Linked DNA regions of Mus musculus: region 2 is linked to region 1. A link is a contact called in public promoter capture Hi-C data. All regions are on one chromosome and are shown on one strand. The core of a region is the stretch at or near the end of the contact, and the rest is flanking DNA. Distances in the headings are between cores, read along the strand shown. Region 1 holds the start of Rpl37 (ribosomal protein L37). Region 2 holds the start of Mtmr12 (myotubularin related protein 12).

Region 1 (4,980 bases), core at 2,086-4,585:
CTAACACACCCACAGCTGGACAGTATGAAGAGAATGAGAGATTTTTGAGCACACCATCCTAAGTGGGATGTCTTCATCATAACCCTCCCTCCTATCAAGGCTCAGGGACCTCATTGGAAGGGGAGATGAAAAGATTGCAAGTACTAAAAGTGACAGATGACTCCGAGGAAACAGTGTCTTTCAGATACAGTAGGACAGGTGCATGTGTGAACTCACAGAGGCTGGGGCAGCACCTACAAGCCTTGCACAGGTTCAAGCCAGAAGGAATCCTGGCACTGGGAGAGGGAAGTGGACATTGCTGGCAAAGGGAATAATCAGTTTTCTCCAGTAGACTCTCACTGGGTATATCAACACCACTTCAGGGCAGTCTTCGGGCCCAAGGGGACTTTTGATCTTTTCTTTGTTTTTGTTTTTCAAGACAGGGTTTCTCTGTATAGCCCTGGCTGTCCTAGAACTCACTTTGTAGACCAGGCTGGCCTTGAACTCAGAAATCCGACTGCCTCTGCTGGGATTAAAGGCGTGCGCCACCACGCTTTTATTTGTTTGTTTTGATTTTCATTTTTGTGGTTTTGTGGCAGGAGTTGGGGGTTGATAAGGGTTTTGTTTCTTTTTATGTTTGTTTTAAAAGAGAGAAAAAGAACATAAACTTGGATGGGTAGGGAGTTGGGGAGAATACAAGAGAAATCTGGAGGAGAAAAACAGGAAAGGAGGAGGGGGAGGGAGATAAGGGGAGGAGGGGGAGGGAGGGGAGAGGAGGGAGGGAAGAGAGAGAAGGGGAAGGGGGAGAAAAGAGGAAGGGAGGGAGGGGGAGGGAAGGGGAGGAGAAGGGAGAGAAGGGAGGGAAGAATAGGATATACAATTAACCTGGTCTCTATAGCTGCCAAAAAAGAAAAATTATAGAGAGTGTACTGGGCTAAAGAGTCTTCACCTGGGGCTGGAGAGATGGCTCAGTGGTTAAGAGCAGTGGCTGTTTCCAGAGGTCCTGAGTTCAATTCCCAGCAAGCACATGGTGGCTCACAACCATCTATAATGGGACTTGATGCCCTCTTCTGCTGTGTCTGAAGACAGCTACAGTGTACTCATAATACATAATAAATCTTAAAAAAAAAAAATCCTTTATCTGACATTGGGTGTGGTGGCACTCTCCTTTATCCCATGGCTCCAGAAGCCGAGGCAGAAGGACCTCTGTGAGCTCTCCACTAGCCCAGTCTTCATAGCTAGTTCCAGGCCAGCCAAGGAACAAAACAAAAATGGCCCACTCAGTTTCAGAAGCTGCCAAACTCGGTGCCGTACCTTAACACTACCTGCCAGCACCTGGGAGGCTGAGGCAGGAGGATCACTTGGCCTCAAGAGTTTGAGATCAGCCTGGGCAACACAAACCCTGTCTTAAAAATGTAAAGAACAGAAAAGAAAAAATAATGTCCCGCCGCTGTGGACACGCTCCCGCCGCCGCTGCGGACCTACCTAAACCTAGCAGTTGGGTAGAAGCCTGGAAACTTGAAGGGCTTCCTACAAGGCTCTGGAGCATAAATTTCAGGACAAAAACCGATGTGCGGATTTCCTGCACACCACAAAGAACAAACTCACTTTAGAGAGAAAAAATGATTTCACTGTCTGATAACTTCAGCTGTAGGCACGTCTTTGGATAAGGTCAGTGACATCCTGCCTCTGAGGGTGGGCTCCTTGGTGGTTTAACGCCCAGCCTACCCTTTCTTCACTAATGTCATTTTTCATAGTCAATGCTGTAGACACAACTCCATGACCCCATCCCAAAAGAGCTGTTTAGTACTCCAAGCGAGAGCATCCAGTGACGTGATAAATCCTGAGGTGGCAGAGAGCACTAAGGTTTCAGGTTAGTTAACCTTGAGATGGAGAAATTATCTAGGTGGGGTGAATGTAGTAACAAGCGGTCTTAAAAGTAGAAGAACACAGAAAACTGTACTACAACGTAAGGTAGGTTATTACTGGCCTGCAAGGTGAAAGACAGCAATTAAACAGCGACTGAGCAGAGCTACACCTCAGCACTACATTTCAATTTTAGTCAAACCAAGCCTCACTTGTGCTTCCCAGCAGAACTGTGAATGAGGCCGGCAGTGGTGGCGCTCGCCTTTAATCCCAGCACTTGGGAGGCAGAGGCCATACAATTTTAAGTGTGCGATACAATTTTGTTATCTGTAGGTACAGTAATGCAAGAGGACCCTAGAATTTATTTCCCATAACTGAAAGTTTACACCCGTTGACTAAATCTGTGTTGCTTCATGCTACTAAATTTATAGCAATTTGCCACCCAGTCTCCTAAGACTTATTTATAGTCCAGTTCAACCATTTGAATGCTTGTTTGCTTTCTCTCCCGTGTGCCCTATCTCCTCCCTCCTCTGATTTCAGTTTACTACTTCTGAGTGGAAAGGATTATACATTTTTCTTTCTACTCCCCTCCCCTAGAAGAAATTGGTACGATTTGCTAACAAAAAACAAAACAAAACAAAAAGCTTCCTTGGTGTTTGCTTTGTTCTGCTGTCCACTATCTTAAGATTTTTGAATGTGATAGACTAGCGATTCTCACATTTGTTTTAGAAAGTATGTAGATGGTATGACTGAGACTTTTCCCCAATTCATCAATGTTCGTACTATATTCTCCATGTTTCCTACTGGGATTGCGGACAGACAGTTGCATTAGCGCTAATCAAGGATGTCTAGGGTTACTTATTTCAAAATGATCTAGGAAAGTGTTTTATACAGTACAGACTTGCAAACTGTACTCAAGTCTAAAAGGGTCAGATTTCCTGGTGGCGGCGCGCTGGCTGGAAGCTGTTATTTAACAAGTTCCGCGTGTGATTCCTTGAGTGCGATCAAACAACTGGCCTCTGAATGACCACCGCGTGAAATCGAGTCGGCCCGAGTCAGAAGCTAACTAAGCTCCTACCCTCGCCGAGACACTTCGTGACTCCATCCTCTCACCAACTCTCCATACAGGCAAGCGAGCGGCCACATCAAAACGAACCTGGGAAGGCTGGCTTTCCCGGATCGGGATCCCAGTCCCAGCACTGCACAACCGCCAGGGGCGCCGCCACGCACTGGGTGTCTGACTCCCCTCGAGCCCCGGGACCGGAAACCAGACGGACTGCCAACACCGCAGCAGCCCCGACACCGCCAGAAACCCTCTCCAACCAGGAGGCGGGCCGCTGGGGAGGGCGGAGCCACAGCGCCAGGCACGCCCCCTACCGGTGTTGCAGCCCAATCGGCTCCCTGGCTCTCTCGCCCGGGAGACTACACCTCCGCACCCGAGGCCTGATAGGGCTGCACCAAGACCCGCCGGAAGTAGTTTCCTGGGCGGAAGCTTATCCACAGGAAGTGGCGGGGGTGCTTTCTCTTCCGGTCTCTTTGGCCTCGCCGGTAGAAGCAAGATGGTGAGTGTGGTTTCTGGGCTCTGTAAATCTCTCTCCATCCTTCTTCCTCGGGCTGTCCTGCCTGTTGCCCGGCGCGTCGGTGACAAGGTTGCGAGTGAGGGGAGCTGATGGGCGAGGAGACGGCGTGCTGTGGTCCGCAGGAACTGGAAGGATGGCTGCTGTGTGCAGAGCCCGGCCCACGGTCCTAGCGCCGCTGTGGGTCTCTCTGGGCTTTGGAGGAGACGTACGCACTGCAGCCCCGGGTGGGTGATCAGGACAGGCTTGGGGACATCTGTCCCCAGCCGCCGAGAAACCGGCTGCTTGGTGGGCAGTACCGCGACTGAGAGACGGGCAGAATGTTGTCCTTAACGCCTAAAGCCAAGGAGGCTTAGGTCCGCGCAGAGTAAGGCATTATAATGGTCGTGTGGATAGCCGGTAGTGCTTCCTACCTACCCTACCTGTGTGCTAAGATTTAAATCTTTACACCGTTTTGTCCCGTGTGGATCTTGTTTACGTCTCATCCATACTCATTGCTAAGAAAATGCCAGAGTACATTGAGAAGTCAGATTTCAGAGTTGCTTATATGTGGGGTTTTTTTTCCTGCTTTTTCTTTTAATGTGCAGACGAAGGGAACGTCATCCTTTGGTAAGCGTCGCAACAAGACGCACACGCTGTGCCGCCGCTGTGGCTCCAAGGCCTACCACCTTCAGAAGTCGACTTGTGGCAAGTGTGGCTACCCTGCCAAGCGCAAGAGGAAGTGTAAGTACTGTAATCCGCAGGCGGGCTTTTACCTTGACCTGAGGTAGCGATGTAATAGAAAACACATTTGGCACGCAACAACTTTGGAGGTTGGTTTGTTGGCTGAGTGGTTAAAACATAGTAATGACACTACTGAGAAAATGGGCTGACACTGGGTGCTTGGGAAAACCATTTGGAATCCTATTTTTTTTATTAGATAACTGGAGTGCCAAGGCTAAGAGACGAAACACTACCGGGACTGGTCGGATGAGGCACCTAAAGATTGTCTACCGCAGATTCAGGTACAGTTTTGGCTAAATGTCATTGGTCCTCCAGGGTAGGATGAAACTTTGCACTCTTACTGAAGGGTAGGAATGATACTGGGGTTTGGTGTGGGCCTGAGACGCCCACATTTGTCAAGACTATGAGTGGGATCTGGGGGGCAGCTTACTTGGATCTGCCTCCAGACTTTGCTCAAGTCTGCTAAGCTGTTCTGGGTGCCAGTCATAACATAGATGGGTATCTTTTTACTGGAGGCTAGGCCTTGATGTTCCTTAAAAGTACAGAATCCCCAGCCCCCCTCTTAGACTTTCCTGTGGGGTCTGTGCTTTGACAGGTGCTTTTGTGTTTGTCTCTGTTTTAAACTCAGTCCAGTTTTGTGAACTTGATGTGTAGTGGCTTGCTAGTGTTTGATAGGCTAGTGGCATGTTTTGAGCCTGATTAACCTTTATGTGCTTAGAATCACTCATCTTCCTATGTAGTATTGAGTAGAAATGAGTGCTACTTAACATTTAGACTTCTGAGTTGAGCAGCTTCAAGATCCTGTTAAGCTTGGTCAGTGTTTCCTGTTACTAAA
Region 2 (5,282 bases), core at 794-3,293, 7.1 Mb after region 1:
CAGGCAGTGGTGGCACACGCCTTTAATCCCAGCACTTGGGAGGCAGAGGCAGGCAGATTTCTGAGTTCGAGGCCAGCCTGGTCTATAGAGTGAGTACCAGGACAGCTAGAGCTACACAGAGAAACCCTGTCTCGAAAAACCAAAAAAAAAAAAAAAAAAAAAAAAAAAAAAAAAAAAAGAAAAAAGAAAAAAAGTGTTTATCAGTGAGTGAAACATGTATGAGTGGTGTACTCATACCTCTGCTTGTAACAGAGTACCTTACAGTTGATCGTTTATACACAATACAAAATTGCTTCTCACTGTTCCAGAGTCTAGGGAATTCCAGAATCAGTAGATTCCACGTTGGGAAGAGTGGGCCATTCAACGATGACACATTTTTTTTTTATTTTAAGATTTATTTATGTGACTACACTAGCTGTCTTCAGATACACCAGAAGAGAGCATCTGATCCCATTACAGATGGTTGTGAGTCACCATGTAGTTGCCGGGACTTGAACTCAGGACCTCTGGAAGAGCCATCAATGCTCTTAACCACTGAGCCAACTCTCCAGCCCAGAATGGTGACACATTCTTGCTGAGTTCTCTCAATGGGGGAGGGTTAGCCAGAACCCTCTGATCTCATAAGGGCATTCCTTCAAGGCTCAATAATCTCCAAGTCCACTTCTTCCTCACAGTATCACATGGGGGAGGGGGACGGACACAATCAGAAGAGGGTGGCAAACCAGCTGGTTTTTTGGTATTTAAAACGTTTCTTTTGTTGGCTCCCATTCCTGGGAAGTGTACAGACCCAGAGACAGTGTCAAGTTTTCAGAGTCGTATTACAACAGGGCTTGACCTTCAGCAGATGTTAAAGATCAGGGTGATCTAGTAACACTTAACGTTAGCTTGACGGCCGGCAGAAAGGGACATTTGCTTGGTGAATTTCTATCAAAAGCCAGCATTTCTGTTTATGGGTTGGGTCAGATCCTGGAAACAAAAGCAACAGAATCTGTCTGGCATATCGGAATCAGAGAGGTCACCTCTCCTTCCTGGGAACCAACGTGGAAAAGCACAGTTAATTGCTAGGTTTTGAGAGGAAGGTCTTATTTGTGATCTAGGTTGCCTGGGGACTTCCTAAGTAGTCCGAGCTGGCCACAAATTCACTATCTTTCTGTCTGGCCTTCCAGGTGCTGGAATAGCAGGTGTGCACTAACCACCCTTCCGTGTCACTTGTAGTACTTAGTTGGGAATTTTAAAAGAAATACAAGGGGGTGGTGCAGTTGGTCAGACTAAGGCATAGCAAGGTGCCTGACACTTGAAAAATTAACTGCAAATGTTTATTGGCTTTTCACAGTAGATGGAACAACTTCGGGTGAGCTGCATCGTATCTTATTCTTCTAACACAATGCTCCACAGGGAGAATTCAATTTGGTCTTGCTCACGCGAGGCAAGTGCCCCAAAGGTGGAATTCAAATGAATAGAAATGAATAGTGTGTGTGTGTGTGTGTGTGTGTGTGTGTGTGTTTTATTTGCTATCTTGGCTTAATATGAGAGGTTTGTCGATAACTTGGGAGAGCAGATAAGTCTTAAGGGCTTTTGATATCTTACCAGTTAGAAACCAAGCGACAAACAAAAGAAGTTTGAAGTTGAACACAACATTTTACGTCACTTTAGTCAGTTCCTATCCGCTCTGTCTCTCTTCATTCGTCTAAAGTCTGAACGTCGTCGGTGTGGTTTTGAAGCTTCTGCGGAGGCATTCTGTTCAGCAAGCTGAATTTCAAAGCTGCTGGCCAGTAAAAGAAGCAAAATGGGTAGAACGACTTGCCCGCAACAACTTAGCGACGGCAGGACCATTGGGCAAATGGCGACATTCTCGCTAGCCAATCGTGGGGAAGCCCGGAGAGAACGCTCTCCGCATTGGCTAGAGCAAATACCTCGGCCAACAAGGGGTGGGCGTGGCCAGTCCCATGCTGTGGGCGGGACCTCAGCCGGAGCAGAGCGAGCGGCGGTGGGCGTGTCCCACGGTCGCTAGGCGGGGCGCGTGGCCTGGGCGGAGCGAACGGTGTCAGCGGCGGAGCCGGATGCGGGCGGTACTGCTGCCGCCGCCGCGGCCCTAGGGATGGGCGGAGCCCCGGCCGCTGGTGCTGGTGGCCGCCGCCGCTGCCGGAACCTGAGCCGGAGCCGCCGCCTCTGCTGTCGCCGCGCTTCGGCTTCGTTGCTTCGCAAGGCGGCGGGATGCTGGGGAAAGGGGGAGTCGGCGGTGGCGGCGGCACCAAGGCGCCCAAGCCCTCCTTCGTGTCGTACGTACGCCCTGAGGTGAGAGTGCGCCGGGCGAGCGCGGCGGCGGGTGGAGCGGCCGGGGCAGGGGCGCTTCCTGCCGGGGTGCCGGGCGGGGCGCTCTGGGGCCTCCCGGGCTGGCCGCGGCCCGGACCCCTGCGGCAGGCCGGGCAGGTGCTGGGGCAGGGCCCTGTCGCTCGCCACCGCGCCTGTGGGCGGGAGCCGGAGCCCGGGAGGTCCGGCGGCTCCGGCGCCCCAGGTATCCGGGAAGGGAAGAGAAAGCTTGCGTGGTCGGGAACCCGACGGGGTTCCCCCGGCAGCCCGCAGCCCGGTGTGTGTGCTCTGCCCGGGACTTTTCTCCGCGAGTCCTGAGAGTTCGTCTCTGTCGCGGGTGGTGCACTGCTTTGCGTCCGCGCTGCTGTATGTGGGTCGGCCTTGGCCTCTTTCGGTGTCTGCCCAGAGCATCCTCCTCCCGCTTCTTCCCATTTCATCTCCCCCCTTCCAAACTGCAATTCTAGTCGAGAAGTGCATTCACTCGGGAAATACTTTCTGCGCTCCTACTGTGTGCCAGGTACGATCCTGGAAAGCTTGTGCTAAGTATCAGTGAACAGAACAAAGATCGAGCTCCTTGGGAGCTTATGTAAAAAGAAACAAACAGTCAACGATATGCGATTATTAATTGTATAGTACTTAGAAGATGGTGGGGACAAGGAATCCTTTCATTCTTGCAAAGGTGGTATTTCAGTCAGGACGTTAGAGGACGTTAGGTCTAGGTAAGGAGTCCTGGACGGCCCCAGGGAAGGCTGCCAGTTCTGGAGTTCCGTGAATGAGGAGGACATTGAAGAGATCAGAACTAGAGCATGTTGAAGACTTCTGGAGCAGTCGTTCCTTACCTTTTAGTAGACTCCTTCTCATTTTCGATTTGTGAAAGTTGTGTGCGGTTTTTTTTTTCCCTGCTTTTGCAATTTTGTTTGTTTGTCTCTCGATTATGTAGCCTGGCTGTGCTGGAACTCACTATGTAGAGCAGTCTGGCCTCGAAGTCACAGAGCTCTGCTTGCCTCTGCCTCCCGAATGCTAGAACTCAAGGTAGTACGACCATGCCTAGCTTCTGCAATCTGTCTGTGTGCAGGTAGATGCTCTACCAAATTTACTGCCTCCAAATGTCTTCCCACTTCTCACTTGCTAAGGTGGAAAACAGGTGGGCCTGAAATGAGATATCAGAGACCTGGGGCCTGCAGCATTTGCATGTGTGTCTTGAAATCAAGGCATCTAGTGGAGAGTACTAAAATGGAACCTATTTTCAGTCGTAATTTTCAAATAAAAACCACTTCCTCTGTCAGAACTTGATATGGAGAGACAGGGTCACCTTACATTTCACCCTGTAGTCCATAGAGGTAATGTGGTCAGGTTCTCTTTGTCTTTCTTTGATAGCACCCTAGTTGAACGCTAACTGCCTTTGACCTTTAACCTTTAACCTTTCTCATTTAGTGAGAGTAAACTGCAAGTGAAGAGTCTTCTGAAGTCTGGCCAGAGTTCAAGAGTGCGCCAGTCCTTCATCTGACTGTGCAGTTTTTGCCATCAGCGCTGCTCTGTCTCCCTTGAGAGGCAGTAGGGAAAGTGGTAGCTCAGCTCACTGGACTCATGGCTTTGGGGTCTTCTTAGAGGGCAGCTTTGTGTTTTTGTGTCTAAGACCGTGCTGTGAGGATGCTGTGCGTCTTTGTTGTAGTTGGTACTGGCTAAGATTCTCTATTCAACTGTGCATGGTTTATTAAAAGACAATGGTGGGAGGAGGTGAGAAAACAGCTTATTTTTAAGTAGATGGCTTCACTAGCCATCACATTTCCGGAAATGGACAAGCAGCACTGAGATGTTGCTTGCGTGTGACCCAGAGCCCTGAGTCTGATACCTTTCTGGGTCACCTTGGGAGAGCCTCAGAGCACTTTTATGAAGACTGGCATCCACTATTTTTACTCTTCTTCATCTTTGATTGTACTATCTGCCTGCCTTGTGTGTCCTGCGGGTGGTGTGGTGTGTGTGTGTTTTATTTTGGGTGTTTAGCTATCCCACTCTGAACCATACCACTCTGTAGAGACCCATTGTCACCTGACACCCCTTTTCCCTGCATGCAGTTCTGGAGAGAGAACACAGGCCTCCACCATGATAAACAAGTATTCTACCACTGAGCCCCAGGCCAGCCCGCCTTTCTTTGTACCACTTTTCCTAGCTGGTGAGTTTGCAGTTTCTGAGATGCTTTCTTGTTGGCGGATGACGTCGGTGGCCAGAACCCTTTCACCTTTTAATGCAGTTACGCCTGGTCCTGCTGATCAGAAGTGGGAACTCCAGAGGCAGAAGCCTTCACTAAGGCAGAGCACGGTCTGTCAAGAGTCAGCACTGAAGTTGTTAAACATGATCATATTTTTCCCTCTTGTGATCCAAAAGGACTGCAAATGACAGCCTAACATGAAGGGTAATGGTTAACTCTGGCTTTGGGGTCTGTGCCAGAGTAACCGGAACTGGTTTGTCATTGATTTGTCTAAGTCAGTGAGGCTGACGGGTAAGATCCCGAATCACAGCACAGGACCTTTGCTCGTGTTCTGTAATCTCTTCAGAGGGAAGCCGAGATCTGCAGGAGGCAGGAATCTGGGCCCACCTTGCTACTTGATAGCAGATGCCTAGAAACATCTCAGCTCTACTGTCTTCACTCAGCCTCAGGCACAGGTTGCAAGGAATGTCTAGCAGTGTGCAGCAGAGATGTTGAGCTCTGTTCCAGGGGGGCATCTGGTGATAGCTTGAGCACAAAATCACTTTTCATGTGAAAATGGGAAGCCTGTGTGACTTTCTATGTCAGAAGCCACAGTGTTCATTGTAGAAAAATGAGATGAAGTTATGCAAAAAATAAGTACAAGTTAGAAGCTTGTGCTGGTTGTTGTTAGGCCTTGCAGAGGACCGAAGTTTGGTTCTCAGTACCTCACCACTGTAACTCCAGTTCCAGGGCACCTGAGTCACTCTTCTGGCCTCCTAAGATA

The links. Promoter capture Hi-C pulls out the DNA fragments that hold promoters and counts their contacts.
Region 2: a contact with region 1 is called in a promoter capture Hi-C map of liver, with 4 times the contacts expected there. The contact joins the promoter of Mtmr12 here to the promoter of Rpl37 in region 1. A contact is called at or near these places in 3 of 39 promoter capture datasets (liver and pre-B cells).

Annotation. Positions count from the first base shown.
Region 1 is chr15:5,113,278-5,118,257 of GRCm38.p6, forward strand. Rpl37 (ribosomal protein L37) reads left to right here and starts at 3,336. Exons shown (of 4, transcript NM_026069.3): 1 at 3,336-3,407; 2 at 4,010-4,145; 3 at 4,342-4,426. The coding sequence starts at 3,405. It also overlaps a transcript of Card6 not described here.
Region 2 is chr15:12,202,985-12,208,266 of GRCm38.p6, forward strand. Mtmr12 (myotubularin related protein 12) reads left to right here and starts at 2,044. Exons shown (of 16, transcript NM_172958.4): 1 at 2,044-2,295. The coding sequence starts at 2,215.